Linked DNA regions of Drosophila melanogaster: region 1 is linked to region 2. A link is a contact called in public HiChIP or PLAC-seq data. All regions are on one chromosome and are shown on one strand. Each heading gives the region's core, a stretch centred on a gene start, on an enhancer-like site or on the middle of the called end of the contact. The rest is flanking DNA. Distances are from core to core; before and after follow the strand shown.

What was found. HiChIP or PLAC-seq counts read pairs in DNA pulled down with a chosen protein or histone mark.
Region 1: a Psq HiChIP or PLAC-seq map of the Kc167 cell line shows a contact between it and region 2, with 3 times the contacts expected there. The contact joins the promoter of Vha100-2 here to the promoter of l(3)05822 in region 2. A contact is called at or near these places in 19 of 107 Hi-C or Micro-C datasets (the Clone 8 cell line, the D17-c3 cell line, the Kc167 cell line and 8 more) and 2 of 6 datasets of contacts at active chromatin or transcription factors (the Kc167 cell line and the S2 cell line).

What each region holds. Positions count from the first base shown.
Region 1 is chr3R:18,397,911-18,401,701 of dm6, reverse strand. Vha100-2 (Vacuolar H[+] ATPase 100kD subunit 2) reads left to right here and starts at 2,533. Exons shown (of 6, transcript NM_142465.2): 1 at 2,533-2,710. Vti1b (Vesicle transport through interaction with t-SNAREs 1b) reads right to left here. Exons shown (of 3, transcript NM_001275780.1): 2 at 1,752-1,890; 3 at 1,363-1,691. The coding sequence starts at 1,763. The coding sequence ends at 1,482. Wdr37 (WD repeat domain 37) reads left to right here. Exons shown (of 3, transcript NM_142466.3): 2 at 1-70; 3 at 128-1,329. The coding sequence ends at 875.
Region 2 is chr3R:18,296,927-18,301,025 of dm6, reverse strand. It overlaps l(3)05822 (lethal (3) 05822), which reads left to right and starts at 2,147. Exons shown (of 4, transcript NM_143794.3): 1 at 2,147-2,902. It overlaps Dlc90F (Dynein light chain 90F), which reads right to left and starts at 1,797. Exons shown (of 1, transcript NM_058008.4): 1 at 982-1,797. The coding sequence starts at 1,604. The coding sequence ends at 1,269. Polr1E (RNA polymerase I subunit E) reads left to right here. Exons shown (of 3, transcript NM_142451.3): 2 at 1-118; 3 at 176-831. The coding sequence ends at 653.

The sequences.
Region 1 (3,791 bases), core at 1,284-3,783, 100 kb before region 2:
TTGTGCTCACCGGCAGCGGGGATGGTACTGCCCACATCTGGCAGGCGGCCGTCAACTGGGAAGTGCCCAAGTGAGTAACTTTGCAATATATTTTATAGTAGTTCAATAATCGTTGCATGATTTTCAGGAAGGGCCATTCTTCAGAGGAGGAACTGGACGACAGTGATGAGCAGGTGGAAGATCGCGATCGTGTGGACACCTTACGCACTCCGCTCTGCGAGTTCACAGGCCCCGGCGGTCATCTTTCAGTCGTGGTGGCCGCCGATTGGCTCTCTTCGATGGATCAAATCATCACGGGCAGCTGGGATCGGACTGCCATCCTGTGGGACGTGGAGACTGGCCTGCCACTGCAGCCGCTCACTGGGCACGACCACGAGCTCACCCACGTGTCGGCACATCCCACCCAGCGCCTGGTGGTCACCGCTTCCAGGGACACTACGTTCCGTCTATGGGACTTCCGAGAGGCAATCCCAGCGGTCTCCGTCTTCCAAGGGCACACGGAAACGGTTACGTCCAGTGTGTTCGCACGCGACGACAAGGTGGTGTCCGGATCAGATGATCGTACAATCAAGGTCTGGGAGCTGCGCAACATGCGATCCGCCTTGGCCACCATTCGAACGGATTCCTCGGTCAATCGTTTGGCGGTCTCCACTGGTGGAATTATCGCCATACCGCATGACAATCGACAGATCCGACTGTTCGATTTGAACGGGCAGAGAGTCGCCCGATTGCCACGGACCAGTCGGCAGGGCCACCGACGGATGGTGTCGTCTGTAGCGTGGGCGGAGGAGCCGCTGCTGGACTGCGATCTCTTCTCCTGCGGCTTCGATCGCCGCGTTTTCGGCTGGTCCATCGTTCTTCCGAAGGACAATTGAAGGCAACTGAAGCGGAGAGCTGCTGCACCAAAGGAATGAGGAGGCGCAGCTCTGCGAAATCCCAAACATCTCTCGAACAAAGAAGCATCCCCAAAGCGATGCCCACATACTTACATATATGTAACCGTTTATCATAGATCAAGTATTATGCAGACATTGTTCAGGATGTTCTACTATCTCGTTGTCGCCCACTGAATGTAATTAACGTTGCTTTTTGCCAAATAGTCGTGGCATAGCGTGCTGCACGAACTACATATTATCATTGTTATAGCATACGTATGTATATGCGTTGGGACTGGGCTAAACTCTTCGGAGTGCAGAGCTTCCGATGTCCAGACCCGATTTTATCTGTGTTTTACTACCATAATACATATTATAGACGTCTAAGGCATTAACGCTTTAGCCAACATGAATAAACATAATCAACCACCCGATTCATCGCTGGGTATATCCTAAAACTGACCTTTTTGAATTGGAAGTGCATTTTAGTGGAGTATATACATTTATAAGCTTATTAACTAGGACAAAGAATTCGTAACGATTAATAGGTATATATAGTCCATCGCCTGTTTGGTGGTTACGACTTTGGAATAGAATGGCATTGGCTCACAGGTGAGCGAACTTCAGCACCAGCAAGCCGACGAGTATGCCCACCTCCAGAATGATAATCAGGATTAGGATGATCTTGTTGTAGAGCACCTCCCTGCTCAACTTCCGAATGATGACCCTCGATTTGGACAGATCCTGATCGGCGTCCTCCAGGCGGCGCGTGGTGCGTAGCAGCGACTCCCTCTGCTCGCCCAGTTCGCCGAGTACCTGTTGATGCGTAAGCGAGCATTAGTTAGCCCTGTTAATGGCTACTATCTGGGTAATTACCTCCGCCCCCATGTTCTCCGTTTCGATGGCAATCTGGTTGGATCGCTGGATACTGTCCGTCGTCCGCTGTAGCACGTCGTAGGTGCTGGCCGCGAGCTGCGCCTGCCTGCGCTCCTGGTCGCTGCCGCTGGGCAGCTGGCTATAGCCGGCGTAGGACATAATTTGGTAACAGCTTTTAATAAATTAAATGCGATGCAGTGGGAATATCAAAACAAAACAAAGGCAGAGTGTGGCCGTGGTGAGCGGTGCAGTGAAAACGCTATTTGGTAAGGTACTAACGCGTTGTGCGTGGAGCCACCTGTTAACACTTTATGCACTTTACAGCACTTAAAACAGTTGAAATTTAAAATGAAACTGTTACCAAATTAGCTTAATATTATTTTATATTCTAAATTCTAATTAAAAGTTTAAATTGTAAGAAGTGTTAGTTCAATTGGTTTTTTTTTGAGATTGGCTTCCTCACTATCAACAAGCACATCTAGTTACTGCAAAAATATCACATATTAATGGTGATTAATTGGGTGATCCTAAGAGTGATTAGGTTTTTGGAAACTGACCATTTTTTTGGTAGACACATGTAGCACTCGAGGATTTTGACTTTAGTACGGGTATTTGTCGATTTCTGATTTGCGATAACGGTCACCGATCATACATAGTTGGCATGCCCGCGCCGAGAGAGCCGCCTGAATTCACAGGGTGTGTGTGCTGAGTAACAGAGAGTGCGAGGCATTTCGAGGCGATCGCGAGATTTTCGAACCGAAGTCGCGGCAGCGAGTGCCAAATTTAAACGCAGTCGATCGCTGGCGGTGAGCAGACGTGTGCTGCGCTCCATTCAGATTCAGATTCGAATAAAGATACTCTCGCTCGGCAACAAACAAGTTCTAAATTTATCGCTCGCACTCGCGGGGAATCGAATCTGGTGTGTCTTTGACATAAAAAGCGTTTTCGGAGCTGTGAAGGTAAGCGAAAAACTCGAAAAAACTCGAAGCAACTGGAAAAACCCGGCGGGTTCGAGGTGTAAAAGCTGTGCCACGGGTTATCCACCCGTATATATCCCATATCCCCTGTAAACTAGCCATCCAAAGCACGTGCTTTGGCAGCAGGGAGTATGTGCAATTAAGCCCAATTTGAATGCACTTTGGCACGTGATGCTGGCTGCTGACAGCTACTGGTCGGAAAAGTGAGCTTACTGGGGGCTGCGGGGCACACCTGTCATGGGACCCATTGTGCAAACACCTGCCAGAAGTCGCAGCTAAAGTCAGAGCGGCAGATACGCGTAGCGCTATCTCTTTCGTAAGCCCCGAGTATCTCTGAGATACTCAGGTACGCACCTACTACGTTCGCAGTGTGTGTGTGTGTTAGTCGAACCCTTGTCATGTGAATATAATACTCTCCAGAGTATCTGTGAGTCGCGCTCTCTTTGCAAAGTCGCGAGTTTTCGAGTTTTATGCAATCATCATAATCATATGGGGGGGTTCTATCATGTGATCTTTTTCTCGGGGTCTCGGTTTCCAGAAGCCTTGCGTCCCCACAAAGATCTCCAGCTGGAACGGAAACCCTAAAAGCTGGGCTCGAGTAGTTGCGAATAGCGCACAATAAATACCAGTCGATTATGATTTATGGATCGCTCTATAAATTGTCCAATGGCACTTCCAATCGATCAATCAGTATTGCGCTGATTAGCCACAGTCGCAGACCCAGTTTATGAATGGGGAAAATCTGATCGATTCTAGAAATCTAGCAATTTCACATCTGAAGTATAGTATTTTGCCGAGTTGCACACAAGTGCTCCTGGTCGATCGTCCAGTTAATTAGCTATATAAAGCCAAAGCCCGGCCACTCGAGTCGCCGATCTCCAGTTACGTAACTCTATATGTATGGCTTATCGGGGAAGTGGTCGGCAAACACTGCAAATAATGCTGACTTTGATGGCTTATTTTTCTGTATTCAATAGTATTGCGTAAAGAGGCTATTTATAAGGAGTTGATACTAGCCGATTTATTAGCTGGCTCCTGTTTTACAGCTCTATATAATTTTGAA
Region 2 (4,099 bases), core at 898-3,397:
AGGAGGCAACCAAAGTGGACGAAGTCTACGCTGTGGAAAGTTTGATCCCGAGCTCTCTGCTCGAACGTCTCGAGGAGGAGGCCAAAGTGGTGTTCTCCACGCCTGTGCAGACTCTACCGTATGTAGTTTGGTAAAAGCAGTAACATTTAAATGTTAAAATTTCTGTTCCTTGCAGCATTAAATCGGAATACCTCAAGTCATGTTTGGCCAAAATTCAGGAAAATCCCGTTTCATCCAAGCGAGACTTCTTGCACATTAAACTTATCATCTACATGGACGCCTTGCAGTCGCTAATTTCCCTTCGTTCGCGTCAAATGCAAAAGGCTGAGCTCTCTGGTATCACGGAGAAGATCGAGAATGATATACGCCATCGTTTTGCGGATCCCAATGTGGCAAAGAAGGGAACTCGCACCAATTTCAGCAGTGAAAAGGCACTGACACACTTTATTGTGATGGCCCTGCTCCTCAGTGAGAAGTTCGAAGTGGACATCAATGTCCTCTCCCGTGCTTTGGCCACCACCAAGGCTCGGATCAAGCAGTACGCCCACATTGTGAACGCTCTGCCAAAATCCAATTCGGACATCCTTAGCCTGCGCCTGCCCAGCAAGGTTCCGGCTCTAAAGTCGGGCCGTCGCTTCCAGCGCAAGAAGTAGGAGTATCTTCAAGGACACCGCGCCCGCCATCGATTTAACAAACCCTGGCGCGCCAATTACATTTATTGCATCCAGGTACTTCTGATTTTGTTATTTTGGGCAATGCCAGAAGGAATATTATTATTCTAAACGATAGAAGGTTTTGATAAACTAAAATAAATAAAGAAATAAGAGAAAGACCATTAAAGTTTAATTTTAACAAATGCCTGGGAATTTAAATCGATTTTAGACCAATGGCCAATTGCTGCCATGGAAACGAAAAATATTCCCACGACCCAAAAAATGATGACCCATTGAAAACAGTTTGCAATGATTAACTTATTATGCTACGGTATTATACACTTTTTATTTACGTTTTTAGATTGAAAATCAAGAATAACATTAGGCGAGTACACTGGCAACGGAATAGTTGCTTGCTAATTGCTTGGAAGTGACGACAAGGTTTTCAAGTGCTCCATAATAAATTTTGTTATTACAGCAGGATGGATGGCCGATCAAAAAAGTATGGTATTTGTGTTGTTGGTGTGTGCTGGTGTACGACGGCAATCTTGTTAGTCCCTCCCCCTTTTAAGTCATCTTCATCGCGAATTCCGGCAGTCCTGCCATTCCTCCACTCTAGACGGCCAGTCCGAAGACCGAAACGATGCAGTACATGGTCTTGTTCTCCCAGCGTACTGTGCACGATCCGTCGGTGTCGTTGTTCCAGTAGCAGGAGCTGGCGGTGTGGAGTCCAGCACCGTTCTTTTGCATGATCATGGCGGTCACAATGTACTTGTAGGGCTTCTGCTCCTTGGTGAGCACCGTCAGGCAGTTCTCCACCACCTGGCCGGTCCAGTTGTTCACCTTGTCGTGCTGGTAGGCGTTACCGCCGATGGTCGTCTCGATGGCCTCTTTAATCGTCTTGCTCACGTCGTCCACAATGAACTGGCTTTCTTCGCGTGAGTCATCCATCGTCGCAGCTTTGATTTGCTTCTAACGGCAGCTGGTCAAAAAAGTTTACGTACTGAGCTCAAGTTTGTATTGTTGTCGTTGTAAATGTGCGCGCGTTTTTGGGCTCGTCGGCGGCGTTCGAGCAGTCCAAATAATATATATCGGGATTCTATTTTTCTAAGGGATGCGGAAAGCAAAGTTTGCTTTTAATTTGGAAGTATTTTCTTGGGCACCTTGATCTGGTCAGACTGTGTTGCAATTTAACCGGAGAAACGGTTACATCGTGGGTCATTTCAGCATCTTCACACTAGAGATTTCAAGAGAAGAAACAGTTGTCTTTTATTAAAAACAAAGGTTTCGCTATCAACATTTTCCAAAGCAATTAGTCAAGGAGAGTATAATTAGATTAAGTACTTTCAAAAGGAACCAAACAAGTTAAAACCTATTATAACCATGATGCCAGTGGAAACACATCTAAGCATTTAAATTAATCGATAGAAAACAGTGCTGAAAACCGCGGGAAAATTAAACTTTTAATCGCTGGATTATTTCGACTGCAAGCCACGGTCACTCTGGCAGAATCAACATAACGGACGCGTTCGCGGCGCAATAAAAACGAAAAATAATTAAATTATTCCATAACTCTTCTGCGACACCATTGAAAAACATCGACGCATATCAAGGCCGACAAATATCGCTATTAAATGCACAGCTGAAAGCGATTCGTGCAGCACGTCGTTGAATTGAATTAAATTCGTTATGGGAAAGTGCCTTGGTGTGTGTGTGCGTGCGTATAATTAAGCAAAAGTATTTAGCAAATCGAAGGCGCACATTTCGCAATACACGCTGCGAAATAATCGGGTGATAATTGTCGCAGCTGCAGGCGCACTTCCTTCTCCATCTCCTGCTTTCTTCGTTTTTGTCTCTGCGGATACGTGCTACTACTTTTGCAGCTGCTGTTCAGCTATTTAGCGCGTGTGTGTGAGTGCGCTCCGCGGCTGCTGCTGTTGTTGTTTTTGTTGGCTCACCTCTCGTTAACCACCTTGAATGCGAGTGAACGAGCGAGAGGGGGTGAGAAGAGTGCAAAGTTGATGCCCGCGAGTGTGCGCTTGTCTCTCTGTGTGTGTATGACAACAAATTGAGTGCGACTGTGTGCGTGCGGCATTAGTCACTCTCTTTAACTTTTAACTGTTTTGGTCCACCCTCTGCGAACCAAAAAGGCAAAGACAAAAAAAAACCACTAAACCAACTTTGCGGATCGGTTTTTTTTTTTTGAATCGAAACGAATCGGATCGGAACGAATCGGAAATCACCAAAAGGTTAGTTACCCGCAATTGATATTTAACCACAACATCACCCTGACAACTGCTTGCTTTTGCAAACATACATACATATGTAACATCACTCCACCATTCTCATCAAAGTTTTGCTCAAGCTACTTACTTAATTGAAATTCCAGTCAAGGTCGCATTTGTTAATTAATTAAATGTTTGCCCGGCTGACTGCAAGTATAAGGCAAAAGGGGAAACTTGGCGACTGCACAATAGTTATTGTACAATTCAAAAAGTATTGCATAAACCGATATGCTACGTTTGTTCCGACTGTTTACTCAAGCCTCAAGCGATAAGCGGGGAGTACAGTGACATTTATGGATGGGATGGGAAACCCATTTTCTGTTTTGACTGCATAATCGCCAGCACACGAAAAACACTGTCATTGCATTTAACGAATAACTGGAATTATTAGAGAACAGCTGCCTACATAAATACCGCTTCAAATGGTCACCATTGGTCACTAAATACACTTTTTTTACGAGTCATACATTTGCAGTTTTTCTCTCTGTGTAACTCTGCACGAAGCTTCTTCTTTACCCATTAATAAAATAGAAAACCGAAGGAGTTTCGTTTTCGTTTTGTCACTTTCGGACGCAGCAGGTGGTGCATTTGCGCGCTTACCTCACTTTCCAGCTGACTGACTTTCGGGCGATCCTCACATGGTAGCCATAACCATATAACATATGCTATTCCAGCACCCTTTTTCTCTACGCCAGTGCCCAGTGATAAAAACCCTTCGCAGAGCAATCTTCATATGACAAAAACAGGAAATGTATATCACGCAATGTATATATACATATATATATATATATATTACACAATCTTTTAGAGAAGTGCAATCTTATGAAATGCCAAGCAATAAAGCGGTTTAATATGCTTACTTAAATCGTATACACCGTTTCGTTATGATAACGGCAGATGATATCAAAAAGTATCAGAATATTAAATATTATTATACGCCCAAGGGTATCATTTATACGACTGAATCTGATGCTACACGCAAATGGCACAAAAGATCCTCTTTATAGGCTTTTCAAAGTGCATTGTTTTTTAACTACTGAAATGGGCGGCAAGTGTTTTGCTTTTGCACTCAGTACTCGGATACACATTGGAGTGCACAGAAATGTGGGCGTGTTCGAAAGTACTGATGTAAGCTTTCAGCTCTGATTGTGTTCAACTTTG